Regions from separate parts of the Gossypium hirsutum genome. Here region 1 is linked to region 2. A link is a contact called in public Hi-C data. All regions are on one chromosome and are shown on one strand. The core of a region is the stretch at or near the end of the contact, and the rest is flanking DNA. Distances in the headings are between cores, read along the strand shown.

Region 1 (7,140 bases), core at 4,109-6,608, 160 kb before region 2:
TTCTTTTCCTCGATCTAGATTAGTATTTGAATTTTCTGAATTTAAATAAATATATTTAATCATTAATTTAATACATTTCATGTTCATATGTAACATTCTCTATAATCCCATTATTATTTATAGTTCATTCAGAGCTGTCTTCTTGAGTCATAGTCACTAAATTATTTATATCTTGAGCTACCGAACTCCAAATTAAGATCCTCTAATTTTCCCAGAAACTAGACTCAAATATCTTCTTACCATAAAATTTTTAGAATTTTTGGTTTAGTAAATAAGTACAGTTTATTCTTTAAAGTCATCTCTATGTTGCTGTCTGACAGTTCTGACCCTTCTTCACTAAAAATTAATTATCTCCTTGTGGATTCGGATGATGTTCTCGTTTATTTCTTTTGAAAATAAACTCATTAAGGATTTTAAAAATATAAATTTAAGCCCCTAATTATTTTCTTCCAATTTTTGATGATTTTCCAAAGTCAGAACAGAGCAACCCGATATCAAGTTGACCTTGTCTCACAAAACCTATTATATATCATGATTTACAACTTCATTACTTACACCGTTTCTTCTATGAGAAACTAGACTCAATAAGCTTTAATTTGATATTTTATTCATCCTATAATTTGATCTCTACAATTTTTGGTGATTTTTCAAAGTTAGACTACTGCTAATGTCCAAAACTGTTTTAGTGCATGCTGTTAATTACCAATTTTCCCCCTAAGCTTTCAATAAATGATAATTTCCTCCCTGCTCAATTAACCTCTCAATTGAGATGATTGCTCTCAATTTAACACTTTATTATATCACTTTAAACTACTTTATAACCTTTGGAAATCAGAATTTTAGCACTAGATTTTGATTCCAAACTTTTTCACAATTAGGTCCTACAAATAAATTTTTATTGAAATTACCTAATAAAATCATCTCATAAACAAATTAAAGCTTCAATTTCATGCTATTTCATCATAAACTTACAGCATTCAACCATGGTGACTTTCAATTTCATCCATGAAATCAAAAACTAATGAATTTATTAGTAGGACCTAGTTGTAAAAGTCTTAGAAACACAAAAATTACAAGAAAAAGACAATGATTAACTCACTTGGTGCAAAAATTATGAAATACCAGCTTGAATAAACCCTTAGGACGTTTTTGGCTAATGATAATGAAGAAAATATGAAGAGAATTCTAGATATTACAAGTTGGTCCCATTTTTATTTTAGTAAATGTTGTTATTTTCCCAATTTGCACTTATTTCACCAATTCTCCTAATTTTTCTTGGCTTATGCCGCCCAAAATATCTCCTTTTGGGCTTATTTTCAATTTATGTCCCTCATCATTTAACAATTGAGCTATTTAATCATTCTAGTAAATTTTACACCCTTTTCAATTTAGTCTTTTTCACTTAATTAACTACCCAAACGTAAAAATTTTCTAATGAAATTTTAATATCATATTACTAATACTTCATAAATGTTTATAAAAATATTTCTGACTCGGTTTTACAAGATCAAGGTCTCGATACCTTGTTTTTACCCAATTTCTTCAATAATTTCTTTTTCTAACTAACTACTAAATCGGTAAAATTTTTCTATCGGTATTTTCATTTTATTTTCCTATCATATCAATATTCATGCAAAAATATTAAAATAAATTTCTCTTTAAATCAAATTTGTGGTTACAAAAATACTATTCTGATAACCTTGAATTTAGGCCAATTCTGATGCCAACGATTTGTATCGTGACATGATGTGGCTGGGTTCGTATCAAATATCCATCCTTGTACCTTCTCTTGTGAAAGTATATTTACTTTACTAGCTGACAACTAGACGTGATGTCCTTGAACTATTCTACCATAAATTAAATGTGCTCTAAATTAATTAATGTATGTAAAGTATCATAATTAACATGTTGGAGCCTACTATGCCATAAATTAAATGACTTAAGCATATAAATAGAAAAAGAAGCAATATTCTTATTCATAGTTTTGCTTTTACAGAGATTGCATTTAGGTTAATACATATCCCCTTTCCACAAACATTTCCCCTTTAGAAAGAACATTCTTATTCATAGTTCTTGTGTATTTTAGGCACATAAGTCCATGTCGGACACTTCCTTAGAAATTTCTTCCATAGTATTGGCCTCGTTAGGTTTAACTTTTTTTGAGATCTTTCAGTCGGATGACTTGTGCCCCATCTTGTTGCAATTGAAGCATTTTCCTTAAAGTTTTTGCTTTTTGGAAACGCCACCTTTTGGTCCCAGTTTAGACCCATTCTGAGGTTGTTTTCTCTTCTTGAAGTCTTTATTGACTTCTACAACGTTTTCCCTAGCACAATTATCATTTGCTTCTTTGTTGAGCCTTTTTTTCCCGTACCTTTATTATGTTCCTCAATCCAAAGTCTGACAATTAGGTCTTCCACTAACATTTCATTTCTTTTGTGCTTTAGGTAATTTTTGAAGTCATTCCAAGCATGAGACAGGTTATCAATAATGGTTGCCACTTGGAAGGATTCACTTATCATCATCCCTTTAGCAAGAATTCCATGAATGATCAGTTGAAGTTCCTGCACTTGATTCACAACTAATTTAGAATCAATCATCACAAAATTCAAGAATTTAGCAACTAAAAGTTTTTAGTGCTAGCATCTTCAGCTTTATATTTATGGTCCAATGATGTCTATAATTCCTTAGTTGTTTCCTTAACATTGTACACTTCGTACAGTGCATCCGACAATCCATTCAGGATGTAGTTTCGACACTAGAAATCAGAATGTTTCCAAGCTTCAATAGAAGTGAAAGCGGTAACTTCATCTACCTCGCCCTCTTTAACAGTAGGACGGTCATCTTTAAAAAATTTCGCCAAGTTCAACATGGTCAAATAAAACAACATTTTCTGTTGCCAAGTATTGAAATTTTGTCTCGAGAATTTTGTAGGTTTCTCGTTGTGGCTTACAGCAGCCTCCACCGACAACTTTGAGTTTTGGATCGAAGATTGCCTTTAAACTAAAGCTTCAAATTGCGAATTGATTGAATTGGTGGGAGTTTCAATTTTCTGTTAAGAAATAAGACCAGAATTAGAAAACTTATCAACTTTTGTTAGATGACAAGAATCTAATTAAACCCGAAACAAAAGTTTTATAAAGTCTAATAAAAAGTACAATAAGACGATGCACCAGGTAGGTAACCCTAAAAGAGAGGTGGTGCACTCGGCATGCTTAAATACTAAGCCTTTCAAAGAACCAATCCTAGACATGCATTCTCATATTGTCTTTTTAATTCATTGTTGATAAATTTCTTTTTAATTCACAATTTAAAGCCACAATCAAGGCCACCATGAACAGAAAAATTTTCCTTTGATTTGTTAAACGATAGAATTAAAATTTTGAAACAAACTCAAAAATAATTTTGTTCAACGGCAGGATTAAATCCCAAAACAAAATTATGTAATTAAATCAAAATAAAATTTGTTAAACGGTGGGAATAAATCCTGAAACAGATTTAATGTAATTTAATTCTAATTTGGAAACAAAACAAAATCAAATAAAATATTGTTAAATGGCGGGAATAGATCTCGGAACAGATTTAATTTAATTTAATTCTAAATTGGAAACAAAATCAAATCAAATAAGATCTTGTTAAACGGCGGGAATAAATTCCGAAACAAATTTTATATTAATTTTAATACTTGTTTTTAGAAATAAAATCAAAATTGAAATAAAATCTGTTGAACAGCAGGAATAAATCTCAAAACAGATTTTATTTTAATTTTAATACTCATTTTTTGGAAATAAAATCAAAATTGGAATACAATCCGTTGAACGGTGGGAATAAATCCCAAAACAGATTTTATTTTAATTTTAATGCTCGTTTTGGAAATAAAATCAAAATTGGAATAAAATTTGTTGAACGACGGGAATAAATCCCGAAACAGAATTTATTTAACTTTAATTTCCCTTTTGGAAATAAAATAAAAATTGAATAAAATCCGTTGAACGGCAGGAATAAATCCCGAAACAGATTTTATTTACTTTTAATTTGAAACAAAATCGAATAAAATCTGTTAAACGGTGAGAACAAACCCTGAAATAGATTTTATTTAATTTTAATATTTGTTTGGAAATAAAAACAAAATAGAGAATAAAATCTGTTGAACTGCGGGGAAAAAATCCCGAAACAGATTTTATTTAATTTAAAAATTTATTTTTGAATAATTTTTTTCTTTCCTTTTCGCCTTGGTGTCTCGTTTGTCTCAGATTAGAGAATTGAAAAAATAATAGGATCTCGTTTGTCTCGTTTCATTTCCTAGGCATTAAAGCAACAATAACACTGGAAGATATAACATTACTGATGGACCTTCTAGTGGATAGGCATCTACTAACTGGAAGTTTTGAGTAAAATCTAAAGGAGGTACTTTTCCAACATTGGGAATAGATACCAACCATAAGTATCATTTTACTGGACTTCAGATTTAGTTAACACGGTTGAAGAGCCAAATTAAATATCTCTTAGAGAATCTAACACCTGAAGTTATTGAACATCATGCTATAACTTATACTCTTTGGCTAATCGCAGGTGTGTTAATGTCAAAAAAGTCTGATAACTTAAGTCATTCCATGTACCTCTTATTGTTATATAATTTTGAAACAGCTAGAACACAATTGGGGATCTGTGGTTTTGACATGCCTATAGAAGGTGCTACGTAAGACGTTTAGAGTTGGGAACAAGGAAGTAAACTGGTTAGACTAGTTCAAAATTAAACTGGTTGATCGATCATTCTGTGAACCAATTGGTTAGACTAGTTCAAAATCGGTTTAACTGTTGGTTCAACTAGTTTGTATCAGTTCATGGGTCAATCGAGTTTTTACCTCTCATTGGATTGATACTCTAGTTGGTTCCTGGTTTGACTAGTTGGTAAAGTCCAATTTATATAACATTGAATTTTGTAATTTTTAATATTTAATTTTTTTTATTTTTTATTTTTGAATTTTAAAGAGTTTTATTTTTGTTCATAAATTTTTATTTAAAAAAATTATTATTATTTTTAATCTTTATGATTTTTATTTAAAATATAAAAAAATAATTTTTTAAAATTTTTATGTACTTTTAAAGGGTAAATACCAAATCGACAAAAACTGTACATGTTGAGAGCTTAAAAAGTTATTTTATCTTTGACACTATAAACTTTAATGGTAAAATTAGAAGGAGGGACCACGATTTTAAAAGATATCTCAAAATTTAAATTTCAAAAAATTACAAATTATTTTTCATATTTAAACTTTTTTGAGCATGCAACCAAACAAACATTTCGTTCACTAGACCTGGGCTTCACAAAACTACAAATCCAAATTGTATCAAATGGGGCATTAAGCTGCAGACTTGTTTTACCTTATCCAGCCCAAACTATTTGTTTCCTTGCAGTCTAGACGTGTTAATATCCATGAGTTTGTATATATATCTTAATTCGTGCTAATTATTTTTCAATTTTTTATATAGTTATAATTTATTTATGAACATAATCTTGATATATATTCACATATTTATTATTTTAATGCATCATATGTGTTAAATGTATACTAGAAACTTTATCATACGTGTATGCATGTGGAAATCATGTATTTAGAATATATATTTGTGTTTGTATAAATTGAAACTAATTAATAATAAGGCATGAAATATCCTTAAAAAATGATAACACATGTAATATGTATAATATTAAATAAAATTAGATTAAGTTGTAAGTAAAATGGAATTTAAACACATGAATATATCAGATTAAGATTATTGAATGGGTACAATTATTTATCAGGGTATTGTCATCAATCCTAAGTTAGTGTCAAGTGGTAAATTTAAAATTTTGTTAACCTAATTAGCGTGAGTTCAAATCTCGTCATATACATATTTTTATTGGTCTTTTTTAAATAAAAAGACTAAATGTCCTCCAAATATATATTCACATATATACTATTTATTAAGCTTTTTACAATATCTGAATCAAGGACACTATGCATATAAAACTTTTTCATTCACCATTTGAACTAAAACAATTTTTAGTTTTTATTTGAAACTTAATAAGTATATTTGTGTTCTAATTATATATATATATTTGTGTATATGAATAAATTTAATCTAATTTTTTATTTTTTATATCATACATATTTTGTGTGTTATTATTAATTATTTCTAAACCATACTCTTCATCATTTATCGTATATTATTTTTAAATACACAACTATATTTTAAACATGTGATTTCTACACGCAAACGTGCGGGATAAAATTTTTAGTATTTATGATTTTATTATATATATGTTTAATATATATACTAAAAGTATAAAATATACATATAATATAAGGGGTAAAAAAATAATACTAATTTTAGAAATCAAGTGGAACACAACAGAACAATCAAGTGAAACATAGTAGAACAATCAAGTGAAACTAAAGAGATTTCGATAAATTATGTTAATACGAGAAAATATTGAACCATGAAAATTGAAAGTTGTTGACAATGGTTTTGCATGCAATAGTATTATTGAGATAATGAAAGAAAATGAGGATCTTGAATAAATATTTTGAGGAATAGATTGACCAATATAGAAAAACACAATTCAAGTAGTATTTAATTCGTGAAGTTTTTGGACTAGTAGTCTAAACATCTAAAGGTATAAAGTCAGTAAAATATAAATGAGTAGTTTTGCGAAAATGAAATAAGAAAAATGAAGTTTTTCACTAAGTCCTAGCATTGAAAAGATATTTTATGTAAAGGATGCAATAACCTTTAGATATCTTATTAATTTGACAGTTTACGAAAAATTTGACATGCTTCTAATCATTGTTCTTATAGACTTTTATATGAATCACTATATAGTGGAAGTTTATATTAAAATCCTTGAAGGATTTAGAATGCTAGAAGCATACAGAAATTTTCAGGAAATTGTTCAATACAGTTGTGTAAATATTTATATGAATTAAATTGATTTAAGCATATGTGGTAAATTCGACTTAATGAATAATAGTTGAAGGAAGATTATAAAATGATATAACATGCATATGTATAAGAGGATCATAATCAAAAGTTTCCTATGATTATTGTTAGAACTCCTAAAGAGATTAAAATATATTTTTCAAAATTCTTCCTCTCTCA
Region 2 (6,479 bases), core at 3,544-6,043:
CTTCCAACCCAATCGAGCTTCCGATAATCATTTCAAAACATCCAATAATAATTCAATTCCAAACACACACATATATAATATTCATAACCAAATAGCATTCAATTCAATTAAAATTATACAAAATATAGTTCATACGAACTTACCAGGCTAAATTGTAGAAATACCAAAATTCAGGGACATTTTGAAAAACTTCTATTTTTCTCGAATTTTCACCCAATATTGATCTAAATTAATATTTCATTCAATTTAGTAATTTAAATAATAAAACAATTCATTTCATGCAATTTGGTCATTTTTGACATTTTTCCAAAATTGCCCCTAAAGTTTTACTTTTATTCAATTTAGTCCTCGAGCCCAAATCATGCAAATTAACCATTTGAAATGCAAATCCATGCTAGCATAATATTCATAAATTTATTTTCCTCCTCCTCCTCTCCATTCCACATCCTTAATTTACATAACATGCTTATAAGTAACATTATCTATAATTTCACTATTTTCTTGTAAATTTATTCAAAGCTGTCCATTTGAGTCATAGTCACTAAATCATTTATATCTTGAGCTACAGAAATAAAAATTAAGATCTGTTAATTTTCCCTGAAACTAGACTCACATATCTTCTTGCCATAAAATTTTCAGAATTTTTGGTTCAGCCAAATAGTATAGTTTATTCTTTAAAGTTTCCCCTATTTTGCTGTCTGACAGTTCCGACCACTCTTCACTAAAAATGAATTATCTAATTGTAAAGAATTTGGATGATGTTTCCGTTTATTTAATTTGAAAATATATTCATTAATTATTCTAATAATATAAATTATAACTCATAATTATTTTTCTTCAATTTTTGATGATTTTCCAAAGTCAGAATAGGGGAGCCCGAAATCATTCTGACATTGTCTTACAAAATTTATTATATCTCATGATTTACAATTCTATTTCTTACACTGTTTCTTCTATGAAAAACTAGACTCAATAATATTTAATTTCATATTTTATTCATCTTCTAATTCAATTCCCACAATTTTTGGTGATTTTTCAAAGTGAACCTACTGCTGCTGTCCAAACTGTTTTAGTGTAAAATATTGATTACTAAGTTTATAACACTCTTATTTTCTTTCTCTACACTATTTCTCATCACTTTCTCTTATTTTCTCTTCACTAACATACCAAGAACATAAAACCTTATATAATAAAACTCTACATTAACATCAATTTCATACCTTTTCAATAATATCAAACTCAAAAATATATTGAAATCTTGATGTTCTTACCTTGCTCAATTGATTTCAATCTTTAACTTGATTTTCTCTCTCCTCCAGCTTCTATTTCTTGAATCTAACTTGATATTCTAGCTCCCCATAGTCTCCTTGTTATCTTTCTCTCTTGATGGATATGGAAATTCTTTTGATTTCTAAGTGAAAATGGTGAATTTTTGATAAAAGGACCAAATTGTAAAGAAAGAAAGTTTCTTTCTTTCTTTCCTCTTCATACGTTGGTTGCATGGGGAAGAAGATGATAATTCCTCATCTTTCCTTTCATATATATATTAAATAGAATAATAATGAATTAATAAAATATCATTTAAAAATTATATTAAAATATTAATAAACTAATAATTAATTAATTAATTAATCTAAAATATAACCAACATCACCATTGCCTTCTAGATTTCTCTCTCTTCTAATTGACCATTTTTCCCTTCATAATCTTTTAAAATTCCATCATTGAGTCACACTTAATTTGGTAAAATTATGATTTAGTCCCTTATAATTCTTATCTTGTTCAATTTGGTCCTAATTCATCCATTTTCCTTAGTTTCTAGATCATTCCACCCTTAAAATATTTACACCTTTGGTCCTTCAACTTTTTCATATTTACACTTTAACCCCTCAAATTTTGAGTATTTACTCTTGGGCAACAATACTTTTCTCACTTTCGCGATTTAATCCTTCATTGCATTAATATGTCATAATATACTTCTCAATGTTGACATGACTCAAAATTTCCCTTTTTGTTACTTTATTTCCTTATTTTACTATACCAAGGATAATATCCTACTGTAGAAAATTTTAAAATATTACATTTGTGGTCCCGAAACCACTGTTTCGACTAGGCCCAAATTCGGGCTATTACATTTTGTCACTAGCATCTATCTGCAAGATTCTTTTTCCTTCTGAAGGAATTAGTAGTGGTGGCAGATGAGCTAATTTTTCTTTTAATGATCGCATTGCAAGAGTCTGCTTAGACTTCCAAGGCGGTGGATCTTTCTTTAGCATCTTCCTCAAAGGATTTGTTAATTTTGAGATTTTTGGAACAAAATCTCTAAGATAATTAACAATTCCCAAAAACTGCTGGACTTGTTTCTGAGAAAGATTTTTGTCTGGAAATTTCTTTAATTCCTCAGCAATACTTGGAAGAGGCTGGTACTTTCCTTCTTTGATCGTCATCCCAAGGAACTCTATTTCTTCTTTGTTGGTCTGCATTTTCCTTTTAGAAAGCATGATTCCCTTTTCAAGTACAATCTGCATAAATCTTTCAAGGAGGATGGCGTGACTCTCTTGATCTGAACTGTACAATAATATATCGTCAATGTAGATCAAGGCTTGATCCATAATGGGCTAGAAAATTCTGATCATGGCTTTTTGAAACAGTGATGGGGCAGTTTTTAATCCAAAAGGCATGATTGTCTATTGAAAATGCTTGTTTGGAATACAAAATCCTATCTTGGGCCTATCTTCAAGACTGATACCCAATTGCCAAAATCCTGCTTTAAGATCAAACTTGGAGAAAACTCGGGCTTTTGCAAGACTTGAGAACATACAATTCTTGTTGGGCAAAGGAAATTTATCATCTTGTAGGAAATGGTTAAGAGGCTGATAATTAATTACCAGTCTTAATTTTCCTCTGGCTTGTTCAGATATTTTGTTGACATAGAATGCTTCACATGCCCACTGTGAGTCTAAGGTTTCAATCAATCCTTCTTCTTGTAACTATTGGCATTCCTTTTCAGCTAGTTTCAAATGATCTGGATTCATTCCTACATGGCTAGCTTTGGTTGGATTGATGTCTTCATTTTTCTTGAAAGGAAGTTTAATGAAGAATTTAGAATTTCTCCATAAAGGATGGTTGCATTTGTGAAGAAAATCTGAGTGAGATTCCGGACATGTTTGCAGTCTTAATTTTTCAACAATTTCCTGGATCTTCTCAGCATATATCATAAATAATCTAGGAATAGGCACATAGGGTTTGAACATCTGCTTATACCTTAATCCATCTGGTAGGATTATTAATTACTTGGCTTTGGTATAGAGATCAAAACCAACAATAAGATCTTTTCCAGGAAGTCTGGATCCCAGTATTGTAGTAGTAATGGAGCAGGTAGGGAAAAACTGGATCTTAATGGGCTTGCTCTTTAAGTCTGTTGTAAAGACTTTTCCCGCTGCTGAGCTGAAATATCTTGTATGGGGCTCCCACCAATCTGATGGTAAAACATCTAGATTCATGATGGTTTCTGCGGCTCTAGTGTCAATGAATGCAATTGCAGTAATGGGCTTACTGTATTTTCCCAAGTAAATGAAAGCTCGAACATGTGGTACCATAACTTCAGGGCTTGAGAGACTTTGAGAGTTTGATAGAAGAGAATGGTAATGCATCTGAGACTGGATCATGAACATCTCACTAGATGAAGATTCTGGATCACTGTATTTAACACTTTGAATCGCACATATTGATTGATCATTGGGCTCATCATCAATGGAGAATAGTGATTCAATATCATCATCTTCTGTGATCTTAACTCCCGATTTTTGTTGTATCTGCTGGATCATCTTGGCTCCTTTCTTATTTTTTGGACAAGTCTTTGCAAAGTGTCCTTTCTGATTGCAGATATAGCATCGGGTAGACTTTGTTCCCTTGGAAAATCTTCTCTTCTTCTTTAGGTATCTCTATTTATACCTTTTTGTGGGAATTGTTGGAGAGAATTTCTTCATCTTCTGAAAATGTTTCTTTATTCGATACGTTATGATTGGACGTAATTTTAATTTTGCAAAATGCTATTACGGGTTTGTTCTTTAAAATTATTTAAAAGTATAAGGATTAAACTTTTAATTTTAGACAATCACAGGGATCATAGGAAAAATTTAACCATTTCTCAAAATCCGAATCACCTGTGATTATTTTCCGCCAACATTACTACGACCAAAGCATCAACGGTCAGGGGCAAGCCAGAAAACTTTTGAGGGTAGAAATTAAATTATATTGTTTTATGCTAGTAAAAATAGGACTTTACTATTTTAATAACCTATATCTTTATAATTTTAAAGAATCAAATTAAAATTTTATTATTTTTGAAAGGGTTAAAGTATAATTTTACTATTATAAATTTAAAATTTAAATAGTCTTAAAAAAATTTCTATTTTAGGGGTCCTTGAATTGCCAAATAAAATATATAATTTTTTTTCTATGTTACATTATTACATGTTTTAATAGTTTATATATATAAATATATATAGATAAATTAATAGCTACTTTTCACAAAAAAAATGGCTCTATTCTAAACAGATGAATTTGATATGAGATTCGAATTTTGCTATTTCCATATTAAACCATTTTAGAACGCCGATAAAATTAGAGATTTCAAATGCCTATGATAATTAAAGCTAGACAATAAAGAGTTGGTTTGACATTTGACGTGGCAAAGGAAGGGGTAGTTACGGATCGGACGATTCAAATCAAGCCCATGAATCATAACACTATGAAGCAGACCTCATGCGATCACTCCTCCCTTTAGTGACCTAGTCCCTGAAAGCAATTCAAAATTCTCCCACTTCAAGTTTGAAAGCCTCGCATTCTTTTTGCCAAAGACAGGGGAAAAAACCCTCATGAACCCTAAATTAAACCTCTCCATTAAAGGGAAAAGCACAACTAAAACAGTGGAAGAAAACAGATAAAATGTTCTCCCCAGGATTGAAGCGAAGCAAATTAAGCTCGCAGAAGGAGAGAAATGTAGGGGCAAATCTAAGGGCACCAGATTCTCCATCAACTCCACTTACAGAGAACAATAAACCAGCGCACCAAGCTTCGATTCCAGATCGCCCAAGTACCGGCACTCCCGCTCCTTGGGCTCCTCGCTTGTCTGTTCTTGCTAGGTACGATTTCCACTTTCCATTTTGAGGCTTTATTGATTGAGCAAGAGCCTTATGATTTTGAGATAGTTGGAGTTGAATTTGAATTTTGGGATCGTAATTTTGTCTTTTGCATTTTTGCTTCAAAAAAGGGATTCCCGTGTGAGTAATGTTTTGGAATTAGGCTTCTTGAATTAAGATGAAGAAATGTGGGAATGTGGCAAGCAAAGATGGTAAGTGAATTGTTGAGTGTTAAGAAAAGAAGAATCTAATGCTGGACAGCCTTAAGAGTAGAGGATAGAATTTGTTTCACGGTTAAGGTTATTGCTTCTTGTGGGCGGTGATGTCTTATGGATGCGAGCATGGCATGAAAATTGTAATCATGCTTTGTAATCCTAGGAAGTTTGAGCCTTATACTGAAAAAGAAAGAGAATAGTGGCTGGTGATTGGCCTTGCTTCCATGTGTTTTATTGAAAATGTCTAGGACTCTTAAAATAATGTTTCAACCTGCTATGATTTGTTGGTTAAACATAATTTAGTTTTGCTGCTTGATGGCTTAAACGGCAAACTGATACTATAATTTATACCACGTATAGGTCTGATTGGGATTATTGTTGAAACTAATGAAAAAGCAGTAGAGGAAAGAACATGTGGCTAGATGAGTAGGGGATTTGAGCAAAAGAATGCCTAACCCGTTAGAGTTAGTTTTAGTCTAGAAAAATTCAAACTTAAAGAGAAACAATTCTGAACTTTAACCAGTTATTAACTGAATTAACCTAAAAAATAACTAGAAAGTTATATAGGACCACTGCTTAATTTCAAAGTTACCAGAAAAAACCTCAATTGACCTATAAAAAATTCCTTCCTAAAAAAAAATGAAAAATCGAAATCTGGAAAAAGGAAAGGAGCTCTATGCCTTAGTATAGCTCCTGCAAGTATCTGCCTCATAATCCTTTTTATAGATTTCCAGAGTTTATAGATTCACTTCCTTACTGTGTCTGTGTGTGGCTTAAACTCCTGGTTAGTAAATAGTAATATATTTAACATTTTGTGTGCAATTGTACCCAGAATTCCACCAGCAAACAAGAATGATAAAGGGGATGGGGTGGATCCAATTAAGCCAGTTTTTGTTGGAGAGTTTCCACAAGTTGTTCATGATGAACAGACCAGCTTTTTGCAGAGGCGTGTTCCTGGTTAGTATTGCTGGTTCCTATCATCAACCATGTGCAGATCTATGCAGTTTCTTTAGAAAAACTAATTTGTTGCTTCTTTGTGATCTGTTCCAGCTGATTTTTGTATATCAGGCGGAATGGATAAGGGAACATGCCTATCATGGATTATATACGGGAACAAAAT

The links. Hi-C and Micro-C count contacts between places; a contact is called where the count stands out from the background.
Region 1: a contact with region 2 is called in a Hi-C map of leaf, with 1.7 times the contacts expected there. The contact joins the enhancer-like site here to the promoter of LOC107954946 in region 2. A contact is called at or near these places in 3 of 34 Hi-C or Micro-C datasets (callus and leaf).

What each region holds. Positions count from the first base shown.
Region 1 is chrD07:52,204,904-52,212,043 of Gossypium_hirsutum_v2.1, reverse strand. No RefSeq gene overlaps it. Among protein-coding and RNA genes, the nearest start is that of LOC107954944, 30 kb to the left of the region's middle. Within about 2 kb of position 5,358, at least 1 of the 9 cell types and tissues checked has an H3K27ac peak or open chromatin away from gene starts, as enhancers often do. A contact at or near this core is called in leaf, where this site is marked.
Region 2 is chrD07:52,047,300-52,053,778 of Gossypium_hirsutum_v2.1, reverse strand. LOC107954946 (nuclear pore complex protein NUP133) reads left to right here and starts at 4,793. Exons shown (of 8, transcript XM_041097817.1): 1 at 4,793-5,147; 2 at 6,192-6,316; 3 at 6,410-6,479. The coding sequence starts at 4,951.